Linked DNA regions of Rattus norvegicus: region 1 is linked to region 2. Evidence: chromatin contacts called from public Hi-C data. All regions are on one chromosome and are shown on one strand. The core of a region is the stretch at or near the end of the contact, and the rest is flanking DNA. Distances in the headings are between cores, read along the strand shown.

What was found. A called contact is a pair of places that touch in the nucleus more often than the background predicts.
Region 1: a Hi-C map of the A7r5 cell line shows a contact between it and region 2, with 3 times the contacts expected there. The contact joins the promoter of Grk1 here to the promoter of C16h13orf46 in region 2. A contact is called at or near these places in 4 of 12 Hi-C or Micro-C datasets (the A7r5 cell line, the Rat2 cell line, Schwann cells and 1 more).

Annotation. Positions count from the first base shown.
Region 1 is chr16:82,835,389-82,841,911 of GRCr8, reverse strand. It overlaps Grk1 (G protein-coupled receptor kinase 1), which reads left to right and starts at 3,941. Exons shown (of 7, transcript NM_031096.1): 1 at 3,941-4,823. The coding sequence starts at 4,125.
Region 2 is chr16:82,674,117-82,680,104 of GRCr8, reverse strand. It overlaps C16h13orf46 (similar to human chromosome 13 open reading frame 46), which reads right to left and starts at 2,464. Exons shown (of 9, transcript NM_001037182.1): 1 at 2,186-2,464; 2 at 140-191. The coding sequence starts at 2,375.

The DNA of each region.
Region 1 (6,523 bases), core at 2,692-5,191, 160 kb before region 2:
CTCCTTCCACCACGTGGGTCCCAGGGCTCAGGCTCAGGCTCAGGCTGTCACGCTTGGCAGTAAGCACCCCTACTTACTGAGCCCTCTCACCAGCCCAAATTACTGTAAACTCTGCTTTTTTAGAAAATTTAAAAGACAATAAAACTTTAATACTTATTATTAATGTGAGTATATGAATTTGTGTTAATGGGGTGTGTGTGTGTGTGTGTGTGTGTGTGTGTGTGTGTGTGTGTGTGTACAGATTTATGGAGTTGAGTACCTCCTTCTACTTTTTTATTTCAACAAATGGTGCTGAAGCAGTTTGTCTTAGTCAGGCCTTCTATTCCTGCACAAACATCATGACCAAGAAGCAAGCTGGGAAGGAAAGGGTTTATTCAGCTTACACTTCCACACTGCTGTTCATCACCAAAGGAAGTCAGGACTGGAACTCAAGCAGGTCAGGAAGCAGGAGCTGATGCAGAGGCCATGGAGGGATGTTACTTACTGGCTTGCTTCCCCTGGCTTGCTCAGCTTGCTTTCTTATAGAACTCAGGACCACCAGCCCAGGGACAGCACCACCCACAATGGACTGGGTCCTCCCCCTTGATCACTAATTGAGAAAATGCCTTCCAGCTGGGTCTCATGGAGGCATTTGCTCAAGGGAGGAGGCTCCTTTCTCTGTGATCACTCCAGCTTGTGTCAAGTTGACACACAGAACCAGCCAGCGCACAGTTGGACCTTCATTTGAAAAGGTGCCTCAGCGAAGTCTCATACCCTTTCCAGAACAAGGTGGATCATGAGCCTGAGTGCTACAGTGGGAGTACAGCTTTTAGGGAAAGCCGTGGGAGGAAACACCAAGAAAGTAACCCACAACACAACATAACACAACACAACACAACAAAAAACCCCACCACCACCTCCAACAACAGCAACAAAAACTTCAGTCAGGGAAGTAGGTAAATATTTATTTATTTATTTTATGTATAAGTACACTATAGCTGTCTTCAGACACACCAGAAGAAGGTATCAGAGCTCATTACAGATGGTTGTGAGCCACCATGTGGTTGCTGGGATTTGAACTCAGGACCTCTGGAAGAGCAGTCAGTGCTCTTAACCGCTGAGCCATCTCTCCAGCCCCAGGGAAGTAGGTAAAAATGAAAAGACATGCTGTCATATAGAGAAGACATTTGAAAAGCACCATCTGACAAAGGGCCAGGCATGTGACCAACAGGTGAAGGATTCTTCAGGTTCAATAACGAAAACCAGGCAGTCACCCACTTACAATATGGTAGAAAGATACCAGATACCTCAACATGGAGGTGCTGCTGGCACGCTGGCCTATAGGAAAAGGCTCTGTGTGGTTCCCTCTTGGGGAAAGGAAATTAAAATCGTAAAGAACAAAGAATTTCATGTTCAGGAAAACTGATGGAACCAGAGATCACCGTGTTAAATGAAATAAGCAGAATCAGAAAGACAAGTGCCACCGGCTTTCTAACATATACAGAAAGTAGATAAAAAGTGGGGGTAAAAAACATTCCCAGGGGTGAGGAAGTAGAAGAGGGAACTCTGGGAGGAATCTGTAGGAAGAGGAGGGAGGCCAGAGAGTACTAGGGAGGAAATGTGCTCAGAGAACATTACACATGTATGAGAGTGTCACTGTGGAGTTCGTCGTCTTGTACAATTAATATGTGTTAATGAAAAACATGGCCAGGGCAGAACAGCCAAATGGGCTTCCGGCGCTCGCGAGGATGTGGGTGTCTGGTTCCAAGGGCTGCTGAGAATGGAGGACAAACTAGAAATCAGTGTGTCAGTTTCTTAGAGCAAACACAGAGCTGCCCGGAATCACATTCTTGGACATTTATCCTGGAGAAGTAGAAATTTACACACACACACACACACACAATTTAAACCTGGGTGACTGGTCATCAGCCTCAAGAAGGAAAGAACTGTGGGCACCTGCCTTCTCCGAGAATTCTCCGAGAGGCAAAAACTCTCCCAAAAGTAGTCCCCGAAAGAACCCATGCTCATAGAGTAGTACCCTTTCAGTGGTACAGTTCAACCACAGAGAGCAGGCCCAAGGGTCCCTGGCCACTGAGGGCGTGGGAAAGTCTTTGCCTACAGAGGGCAGCTTAAGGGTTCTGTGCCATGAGTCCACTGCTGAGAGGCAGTGCTGAAATTTGGGGAGCTATTACAGTTGAGGGATCCTTCTCCCTACTTTCCCCCCTTCCTTTCTCCTCCTCTGCCACCCCTACAACTGTATGCACTCAAGAGATTAACTTGAGCACACTCAGAGAGTACACCCTCCCCCATCTGAATAGTCTGGCCCGGGAACCAAACTCATCCTACTTTGGTGGCAAATTTTCCTTAGCCCCTTGCACAAGGGACTTCCTTGTATGAAGGCAGCCTGGAATTCTTCAGCCCTAACCCTCTCATGGTCCTGACTCACAGTTTCCATGTAAGTCACCTGGGAACCTGTCAGAGATGGAGGCCCGAGCTCCACCAGGCCCTCAGAGGCAGGTGGAATATGGATTTCAGTGCTCTGGTGGCTCTCCTGGCAAGGTACCCAATGGCAAAGAACCATGTCTCCTTTGGTCCTGATTGGTGTGAGAGTCGGCTCCAGTCTGTTCAAGGTCACCAGCTACTTAAGTGGCAGGGTTGGGACTAGCACAGGTCACCTGAGGAGAACGAGGTAGTGTTTACCTCAAATATTTACTCATCAATCTTCCTGTCACAAGCCCTTGCTAGGAGGTGGGCGTGTGGCAGGAGTGGAGGTTGTCATTCACCAGCAGGTTCTCTTTTTAATTCCTCAGTCACAACAGGAGACCCTGTCCCCACCTGAAGCACCCCCAGCCCTTCAGGGAAGGAGGTTGGGCTGAACACTCCTTTAACCTCCTGACTCAGGTTTTCCAGGTTTCCTTTTATTCTCAGCTGTCCCTTTCTCCTCCCTGTAAGCACTCGCTCCTGTGGCAGCTCCCCAGACTGTCAGGAGTACCTATAGATGTGACAGACATGGTCCCCAGGAGGTGGTGACATGCCTGTAGATTCTGACATTCCCAGGTGTGTCCTGGATGTGACCAGTGTCTATGCTGGGTTCCGAGTATGCCCCAGTGAGCCCCTGCTGTTCCAAGTTTGTCTCCAGTATTATGCCCCCAATCCCTGAATCCTAGATGCATTCTGGGCTCATGTCTCACGTGTCTTCTGGCCTGACAGGGGGCTGGACGTGACGGCATGCGGGTCTCCTGTTGGATCATCCATGCTTTCTAACTGCCTTTGGCGGTTCTGCAAGAAGGACACTTGTTTTCCCCAACAAGTGCCTGTGGTCTCACCTACAGGCAGGGAAACTGGGCACTGCAGGCTTCCCTCTGGATTCCTGTTATCTGGAGGTTTCTTGCATGCTACTTTCTTAAGGATAAAACTTAAACGGGGTGGGGGTGGAGGCTGGAGAGTTCGGCTCAGCGGTTAAGAGCACTGACTGCTCTTCCAGAGGTCCTGAGTTCAAATCCCAGCAACCACATGGTGGCTCACAACCATCTGTAATGGGATCCGATGCCCCCTTCTGATGTGTCTGAGGACAGTGACCGTGTACTCCTAGACAAAATAAATCTTAAAATAATAGTGTAGAAAACAACCCGGAGCCACATACAAATGGAGGTTTCTCCTGGGACTGACTGACTACCCTCTGCCTCAGACTCACGTCCCAGAAAGACACAGACAAGTCCTGTCCACCTGCCAAGGCCAGAGAAGGATAGAACTGTTCCCCACTGGCTTCCAGGAGCCTTCGGCATGCCCTTCCCTTGGGAACACGGAGGCAGCACCCAGGGGGAGTCAATTGAGCTGAACTCTAATCCGATTTGGAGCGGCTTAGGGGATTGTCTTTTTCTGGCACCTGCTGGTCACCCCTAAGGTGTCCTCAGTGACCCCAGCATTGGGATTTAGCTAGATACTTGTCAGCTCTGGTCTCCCTGGCCATTCGGTGGGATCCCAAGCACCCTGGCCACGGCCGTGTGCCTCCCTTTGTCCCACAAGGGCAGGAACAGGCCATAGGCCAAGGGCACCAGGTCAAGCCTGCTTTGGCTGCTGGTGCCTTGAGCTTGACTTCAGCTTATGGGTCTTAACACTTGAAGTGGACACAGGGCATCAGCAGGATGGATTTCGGGTCCTTGGAGACCGTGGTGGCCAACTCTGCCTTCATTGCGGCCCGAGGCAGCTTTGACGGAAGCAGCACCCCCTCTTCCCGAGACAAGAAGTATCTGGCCAAGCTCCGGTTGCCCCCACTGTCCAAGTGTGAGGGTCTCCGTGACAGCATCAGCCTAGAGTTTGACAACCTGTGCTCGGAGCAGCCCATTGGCAAGAGGCTCTTCCAGCAGTTCCTGAAGACAGACGAGAGGCATGTGCCGGCTCTGGAGCTCTGGAAGGACATCGAGGACTATGACACTGCCGATGACGACCTACGGCCACAGAAGGCTCAGGCCATCCTGGCTGAGTACCTGGACCCACAGGGCACACTCTTCTGCAACTTCCTGGACCAGGGCATGGTGGCAAGAGTGAAGGAAGGGCCAACTGGGAGCCAGGATGGGCTCTTCCAGCCTCTGCTGCAGGCCACACTGGAGCACTTGAGTCAGGGCCCCTTCCAGGAGTACCTGGGAAGCCTATATTTCCTGCGGTTTCTTCAGTGGAAGTGGTTGGAAGCCCAGCCCATAGGTGAAGACTGGTTCTTGGACTTCAGGGTCCTGGGGAAGGGGGGCTTTGGGGAAGTGTCCGCCTGCCAAATGAAGGCGACCGGCAAGATGTACGCTTGCAAGAAGCTGAACAAGAAGCGGCTGAAGAAGAGGAAGGGGTACCAGGTAGGGATCCCAGCGAGCAGTAGGATGCGCTTAGGCTAGAGGGCCGGTAGAATGTAGACCACCCGCCAAGACTCCTGTGGAGCTCTACTCGGGCCCTAGCTACTGTGCACGCTGCCTTTTGGACTCCCCTGGCTCAGCCAGCCAACGGCAGGATGGTAGTCCCTCTGTACCGCGCTCAGGAGCAGTTCAGAGGGGGAGCTGCAACAGAGCGTGTATCCGACTACCTAGAAACCTTTCTGTGTAGCTGCTGTTGTGACCATATGCAGGAGGGAGTGAGGCAGCCCTCTCTCGGCAGGTACTGCTCACAGATAGGCAGAACCCATCTGGGATGCTGTGGTGTGGGACCACTTTTCCCCGAACACAGGTTTCCAGGGGACAAGAATGAGTGGAGGACATGGGCAGGCAGCCATTTCCTCCTTGGTTGGCGTCAGTGTCTAGTTAAGGCAGGATCAGCAAAAGCAGCTTATTGTCCAGGGAGCACAGCCCTCTGCAGCCCTGCTGTACAGTACGGATAATGCTGTGGAACTCCTAGGAATGGACACATGGACATAGCTGTACGGGAGAGAGGGAAGCGGGGAGAGACTGGGAAGAGTAGAGGGAGGAAAAACTATGTTTAGGATATACATAGAATGCAAGGTGAAAAAAGGTCATGGTATGTGGAAGATGTAGTTCCTCTCTCTCTCTCTCTCTCTCTCTCTGTCTCTTTGTCTCTCTGTCTCTGTCTGTCTCTGTTTCTCTGTCTCTGTCTCTGTCTCTCTGTCTCCCTTCCTTCCTTCCTTCCTTCCTTCCTTCCTTCCTTCCTTCCTTCCTTCCTTCCTTCCTTCCTTCTTTTTTTGCCCCATTTTTAGAGACAGGATCTCTCTGTGTGGCCCTGGCTTTCCTCTAAGTCAGTCTATAGACCAGACTGGCCTCAAACTCATAGAGCTCCACCGGGCTCTGCCTCCCGAGGGCTAGGATTAATGGCCGTGCACCACCACTGCACAGCTGAAGGTGTGACTTCTGAAGGGCCTCGGCGATTGATTTCTGTCTCGAGTTTGAAACTATTCATAAATTGGAAAACGCTTTAACTGTTCCACTTTTATTTAAAGTATCTCAGTTAGGGGCTGGAGAGAGGGCTCAGCGGTTAAGAGCACTGACTGCTCTTCCAGAGGTCCTGAGTTCAATTCCCAGCAACCACATGGTGGCTCACAACCATCTGTAATGGGATCCGATGCCCTCTTCTGGTGTCTGAAGACAGCTACAGTGTACTCATATACATAAAATAAATAAATAAAAATAAAGTATCTCAATGGAAAGAGACACAACCTTATGCTTGTGTAGGACAGCACACACCTTTAGTCCCACCACTCATGAGGCAGAGGCAGTGGCTGGGCTTGTGTGAGTTCAGTAGCCCACACAGAGAGTTCCAGGACAGCCAGGGCTACATAGTGAGGCCATGTCTCAAAACGACAAACACACACATAACTGCAGCTTTCTGGAACTGCAATTCAAGTTCTGGGCCACCCTCCTGGAACATGCAACCCAGTACGACACTTCCAGACTTCATTGCCCGGGATCGGGGGTGGGGTGGGGGTGGTGTATGACCTGCGGCTCTTGCCTCTTCCACACTTTCTGATGTTTAGAATAAAGATAATAGAGCGGGTTCTCCTGGAAGATCGGGCCGCGTTGGGAGCTGGCTGGACGTAAGCGAGGACTGGACG
Region 2 (5,988 bases), core at 1,215-3,714:
GATAAAGAGGATCCTCAACCCAACCAACCACCCCTTCATTACAAGGATTCAGTTTCCTTTGGGTCCCCCCAAGTCCTGACCCTGACCCACTCCCCACACCCCAATCATCACATTTCAGAGGAAAGCCTCTTCCACTCACCAGGTGCCATCATCTGTGTCATTTCTTGGGTCTTTACTTTGGTCCTCGGAGTCTGAGGAGCGAGGGTGGTCGGTTAGTACATGAGCATGTAAGGAAGACATGATGGCTCCTGCATCTAGGCCCTCCCACGGTCTGCTGCCCCTCAGGCTCACTGTCCTGCTTGGCAGTCTTCTCCCGGAAGGCTCAAGGCCAGCCTGAGGTCAATAGCCGTGGCTAAGAGACTTCCCTTTCTCATCTTTGTCGGCCTCTTTGGTCATGCTCCAAACATACCTCCATCTCGCCTGTCCCAGCACTTTCCATGCCTGGGCTTAAGCCTTAAGCCTACCTCATGCATTGCTGTAAAAGCACCACCTCTTTGCTCTCTTATTAGATGTTTGTGACCCATGCTGGGCATCCATGCCTCCTGGGACACATCCACAGGCTGGCAAATGTCCTTATCTCAGCATGAATTATTGACCTGGCAGAGGAGGAGACAAGAAGGGACCCTCCCAAGAAGTGGGAAGACTTGTTCAGGGACATCCTGACTGCTGATGCCTCACAGCTCTGAGGCCCATCATTGGGGTGATTTTAATTATTCTCTATCCCGTGAGGCAGGAGGTACCTTGAATGTGCTCAAGGCTGAGGGGACCCTAACAAGTTGACACGAATACCCTAGCTTCAGGGCAATAACTGCAGGGAACTGCCAGGTGGTCCTGGGGGGAGCTAGCTGCTCTGTGAGGTGTCCCCACGTGGCATATTCCTTCTGCATGAAACGTCCTCCCCTCAACCTCTGGGGACCTCACAGTTCAGCAGGGTCCAAAGGGAAGAGTTGTGCACAGATGGCTCCTTTGAGGCTTTATTCTGGATTCTTCCCCAGGGTTGCCGTCTGGGCCAGACCTCAGCTGGCATTACCTGTTCCCCCACAGTGGCTTTGTGACTCAGACAGGAATCCAAAAAATGCTAAAAAGGAGTTCTTCTAGAAAGCAAGCCTAGAGCCTGAGTTGGAGGTTACCTTGTTCTGCAGAGTTCCCTTACAGAGCAGGCTAGCCCTTTCCCGGGGGTTTAATTGCAGGCTAGTTGAAGGCAGTGCAGGATAAACTTCCTCACAGGTTGTCTTTCCATGTCTTTCCACCCATTTCAAGCTTCACCCCAATCCCCCATGACGCCCCTCATAGAGACGCTGGTGCTTAGCCACCTGTCTCCTTTCCAGAAGTAAGCCTGTCCCTTCCTGTGCTCAGCACACCTGACCTTGGTCTGTGCCCTGTGTCCCTTTCTCAGGAGACCCTGTGCTTGTCTCTGTTGCCTGCACTGCTGAACTCAGTTGTGGACATCTGTGGATGGCAGCTACCTGTCCAACAGTGAGGGGCAGAAGGCTGACGTCTTTTAGCTGGGGCCAGGGGATGTTACTCAGCGTTGCACAATTCAGACCTTGGCAGTTCTCACATATCCCAGGGAAGAAAAAAAAAAAGGCAGGTTTCAGTTCCATCCCAGCCTCAGATGAGAGTCCAGAGGGTCAATTGGTGGAGGAAGGAAGCTGATGGGAGGCCTGCTGGTGATTTAAATATTTCCAGAAGATTTAAAAGTGGACTGGGAGGGCAAGAGAAATGGTGTTAAATGTACTTCCAGAGTCCCGGGTTTGGTTCCCAAAACTCACACAGGACTCAAGTCTAATTCCAATCCCAGGGGATCCAATGCCCTCTCCTGGTCTCCATAGCACTGCACATACATGGGGCACATACATGTGTGCAGGCAAAATACCCATATACAGAAGGTAAAAGGACCGGAAACTCCCCAGCGCTCCCTAAGTACGCATGCACATGTAATATGTGCCTGTGTTTCAGAAGATGCTAACTAGTAGGAGACTCTTCCAACCCTCATCTTTCTTACTTAATGTACTAAGCAAAGAGCAGCCGAGAGAAAGGCAGGGTTTCCACGGCCTGGTGCAGTTCTGAAGTTAGAAACCAGCTACCTTCTCCTAGCAGGAATGTGTCTTGCACACCCTATTTTCTTGAGGCTGGGCCGGCTCTGCCTGCCCTCCCAGCCCTCTGGGAGGGAGCCACCCCCTACCTAGCTCCTTGCGTAGTAGTTTCCTGATGCAGATCGGTGGGTCCCCCTTCTGGTGCAAGCCACCCACACTCCTGCTCCTCTGGAGTTCTGCCCCTTCACTGGCCACCTTGAGGTATACAGGGGTTATTCCTGAGGGCAGGGCTCCAGGCCCAGGCCGGTGCTTCCTGTGAGTGACGGGATCCTTCTCCATCCTGACCCAGAGGGGAGGAGGGAGTCACCAGCACAGCCTCAGACCAAGGGCATCTCTGCCAGCCTCTCCCTACCTCTCCGCCAGCAAAGTGGTCCAGCACCGTTGCTATGGTGCTGCTGTGACATCACAAGTTAGAGCTGAATGGTTATTGAGGGCTGTCCCAGAGGTCCCCGCTGGCTCAAGGGTTTTTTTGGAGTGGTTTGCTCTCTGTCGCTTTCCTGTGCGTCTGGATTCTTTAACAGCCATGGGTTTCTAGAAGGCCGTGTCTCACGCATGTGTGTTCCTGAAGCCAGTGTTTTGTCCCATTTGGGAATCTTTCCGTTTCTTCGGGCATGAGGAGGGCAGGAAGCAAAGTCAGGAAAATGAATGAATGAATGGCCCTGGGGCAGTGTGATATTCAGGCCGGTGGGTCAGAACTTACCACTGAGAGTAGGGCTTGGTGGGAGACATTTTGGTGATTTACAAGGACAGCGAAATCTGCCCATATGGGACCCTCAGCCTCAACGGCCTCGACTGGAAAGATGTCTCCCAGTTGAAGGCTAGAGATCAAGGAAGGGCAGGGACCTCTCCCAGGATCTACACATGTCATCTTCATGGGCTGCCCCCAATCTGTTTCTTCATCGCCTCTGTGACAGCAGACACAGTGGACTGGGGCGCCCCCTGGTGTCAACAGAGCACACGACACTCCCCTCATAGGGGATAGACATTTGTTCTATAGCTAGATACAAGTGACCACTGCCTCAGAGCACATTCGAATGACCCAAAACTCAATGTTCCAACATAGTAACAACCGGACAAGTTTTTTTCTTTAAATTATGAGTGTGTGTGTATCTGTGTGTGTATATGTGTTGGGGGATTGGTCTGGTGCTGCTATGTTTTTCAAATACTAAATACTGGTCCCCAAGATCTGGTTGTCTCCAATGAGTAAATCCTCATGTACACCAGTGATGCTATGTAAGTCTTGCTCCCCGATTTAAAACTACCAGCTAAATAAAGGTGGCTATGGCCAATCACTGGGGAGAACAGAAGAGGAGACTCTTCGGACACTGGGCTGGGGGCTGCAGGTGGGGACCACAAGAAGAGAGAGAGGGAAGGAGGGGGGAAACAGAGCAGGAGATCTCCATTAGAAGTGACGGAGCAGGAACACGTCGTGCCCAAATGACAGACTTCTGGATCAGAAGTAACCAGGGCATGATTCGGACAGTAAATGTTTGTTGCGGATTGTTGAATCAGACCAGCAGTTAAAAAAAATCCTAACTCCAGAACAGAAAAGGGAGATATGCTACATCGGGAAGGAGATTTTACATTTGTTCCAACAGGAAAAGTGAAGCTATGGGGTCCTTCCAAACTGATAAGGATCAGATACGGCCGGGGAAGAATTAGACGGCAAGTATTTGGGGAGCACAGCTGGGGACTTAAATCTAGCAAATGGGAATATGGATTAGGGGTAACCCCCCAAAGATTGTGCAGGAGCTTGTGAGATAGTCCCTCTGTTACTGGCGGGAGCTGGCTGTGTCATATTAATAACTAACAATTTATCAATCTCAATTTACAGGTATGCGCTCATGTGAGTGCAGATGCTGGCGTGGTCCAGAAGAGGGCGTTGGAACCCCCGGACTTGGCATTACAGGCAGTTGTGAAGCATCCGATTTGAGCACTGGGAACTGAACTCTGATAGAGTCATGTGCTCTTATCACGGAAGCATATTCAGCCCCTTCAAGTTTTTACATTAGCAGGGCAAAGAAAGTCAGAAACAGGCCCTTTTCAAATACACCGGTGGAAAACTTATATAGATGGGCTATAAAAAAGGCAGAGAATCTCAGCTCTGGGCCTTAGACGCTGTCTGATGGCATCCATAGCCCTTTGGTTGGGGGAAACTAGGGTTTTGTTAATACATTCCAAAAAGTTGCTCCAGTTAGTCACAGATTGCGAGGCTGGCAAGGCACGGCTGTGAAGGTGGCTCAAGAGAGTCCACGAGGAATTTTAATCAGGCTTCAGACCTGCAATATTCCCACCCATCCACAATCATTGATATTCGTATCAGGTACAGCCTGGAGAAGGTTCAGGGCAAGGCACTGGTCCATGCAGGGACTTTGGTTTCTGGTTCTCTCTATAAGCCAAGTATCACATGTCATTTATTAAGTATTATGAAAGTTCCGTGTCTACAGGGAAGACTTCCTAGGAACTGATGTGGCAAAGGCTTGAGCAGTCAGGAGACCAGGCTTCAGGAGAGAGGAAAAACTGGTAAAGTGGTTAAGGAAGAAACTCCTGGATCGTATCATTAAAACCGACTAGCCAATCACGATTAAGAGCTGGTGCTTTTTTTTTTTTTTTAATCATGGGTATTTGACAAAATGTGGCATCTAATAGTGACATACTGAAAGTAATCCAGAACATGATCTTTAGAGTGAAGGTGTAGATGAGGAAATTGGGCCCTTTGAACAAACAAACCTTCCTAGGTTGACTCTCTGTTTCTCCTGTACTTATAGCTAATTATACTCTATGAACTGTTTTATTTGTACGTGGAATATCTAGATTGCTATCTTATAATTTGCTTTTCTTTCTGGCCAGACTTCTAGCTCTAACCTGCTGTGACATGGATAAATCTAATTCTTAAGGAAATCCTCTGGGTATATATTTTAGTATTTTATATAAAATTATACTATTTTTTTATATAGTTTAGTATTTTAATGGGTGCTCCTGAACATATGAATGAGTTTTCTCTTCAGGCTCATTTCCTTCTGTGGTTTGTCCAACTTCGATGTGACAGCTTCTGTTTATTATGTCTTATTTTGTAGTGCTTGGTTGTTACCTCTTAGAAACCCATTCTTTCCTAACGAGAGACAGAAAGGGAATGGATCTGGGGGGAGGGGAGGTGGGAACTGGGAGGAGCAGAGGGATCGGAAAGTGAGATTAGGATATATTAAGAAAAGAATCGTATCTGTTTTGTTTTATTTTGAAGCAAGTTTTCTCCGTATAGCTCTTGCTGTCCTGGAACTCGCTCTGTAGACAGAACTCACAGAGATCTGTCTGCCTCTGCCTCCCAAGTGCTGGTATTAAAGGCATGCATCACGCCTGGCCAAGAATCTATTTTTAATAAAAGGGGGAAATTGATCTTCAATATCTAAATTATAATTCTCACCTGTGAATGCTATTATACTGGCACCATGCCAGATTTTTCTTGGTAAATGAAAAGTCACATTACAGAAGAGATTTAACAATGTAACATTCCTTTAGATTTTCTTTTTAACAAGATTATCTTTTCCTGGGGCTGGAGAGATGGCTCAGTGGTTAAAAGCACTGGCTGCTCTTCCAGGGGTCCCGTGTTCAATTCCCAGCACCCACATGGTGGCTCACAACCGTCTGCAATGGGATCCGACACCCTGCTCTGTCATCTGGCACACATGCAAATAAAGAACTCAAAATACATACATAGATACCATGGACCAAATATTTGTAACAGTGATAAAAAATGAGGTGTCAGACCAATTAGGAGAGAAGACAATTGATCTCTAATAATAACAGTCATGACATTTCATACCTTAAATGCAAATGTTTCTTGATTATTTAAGGTATCCTACAGTAAAAAAAATAAAAAAGCCCCACCTAAATT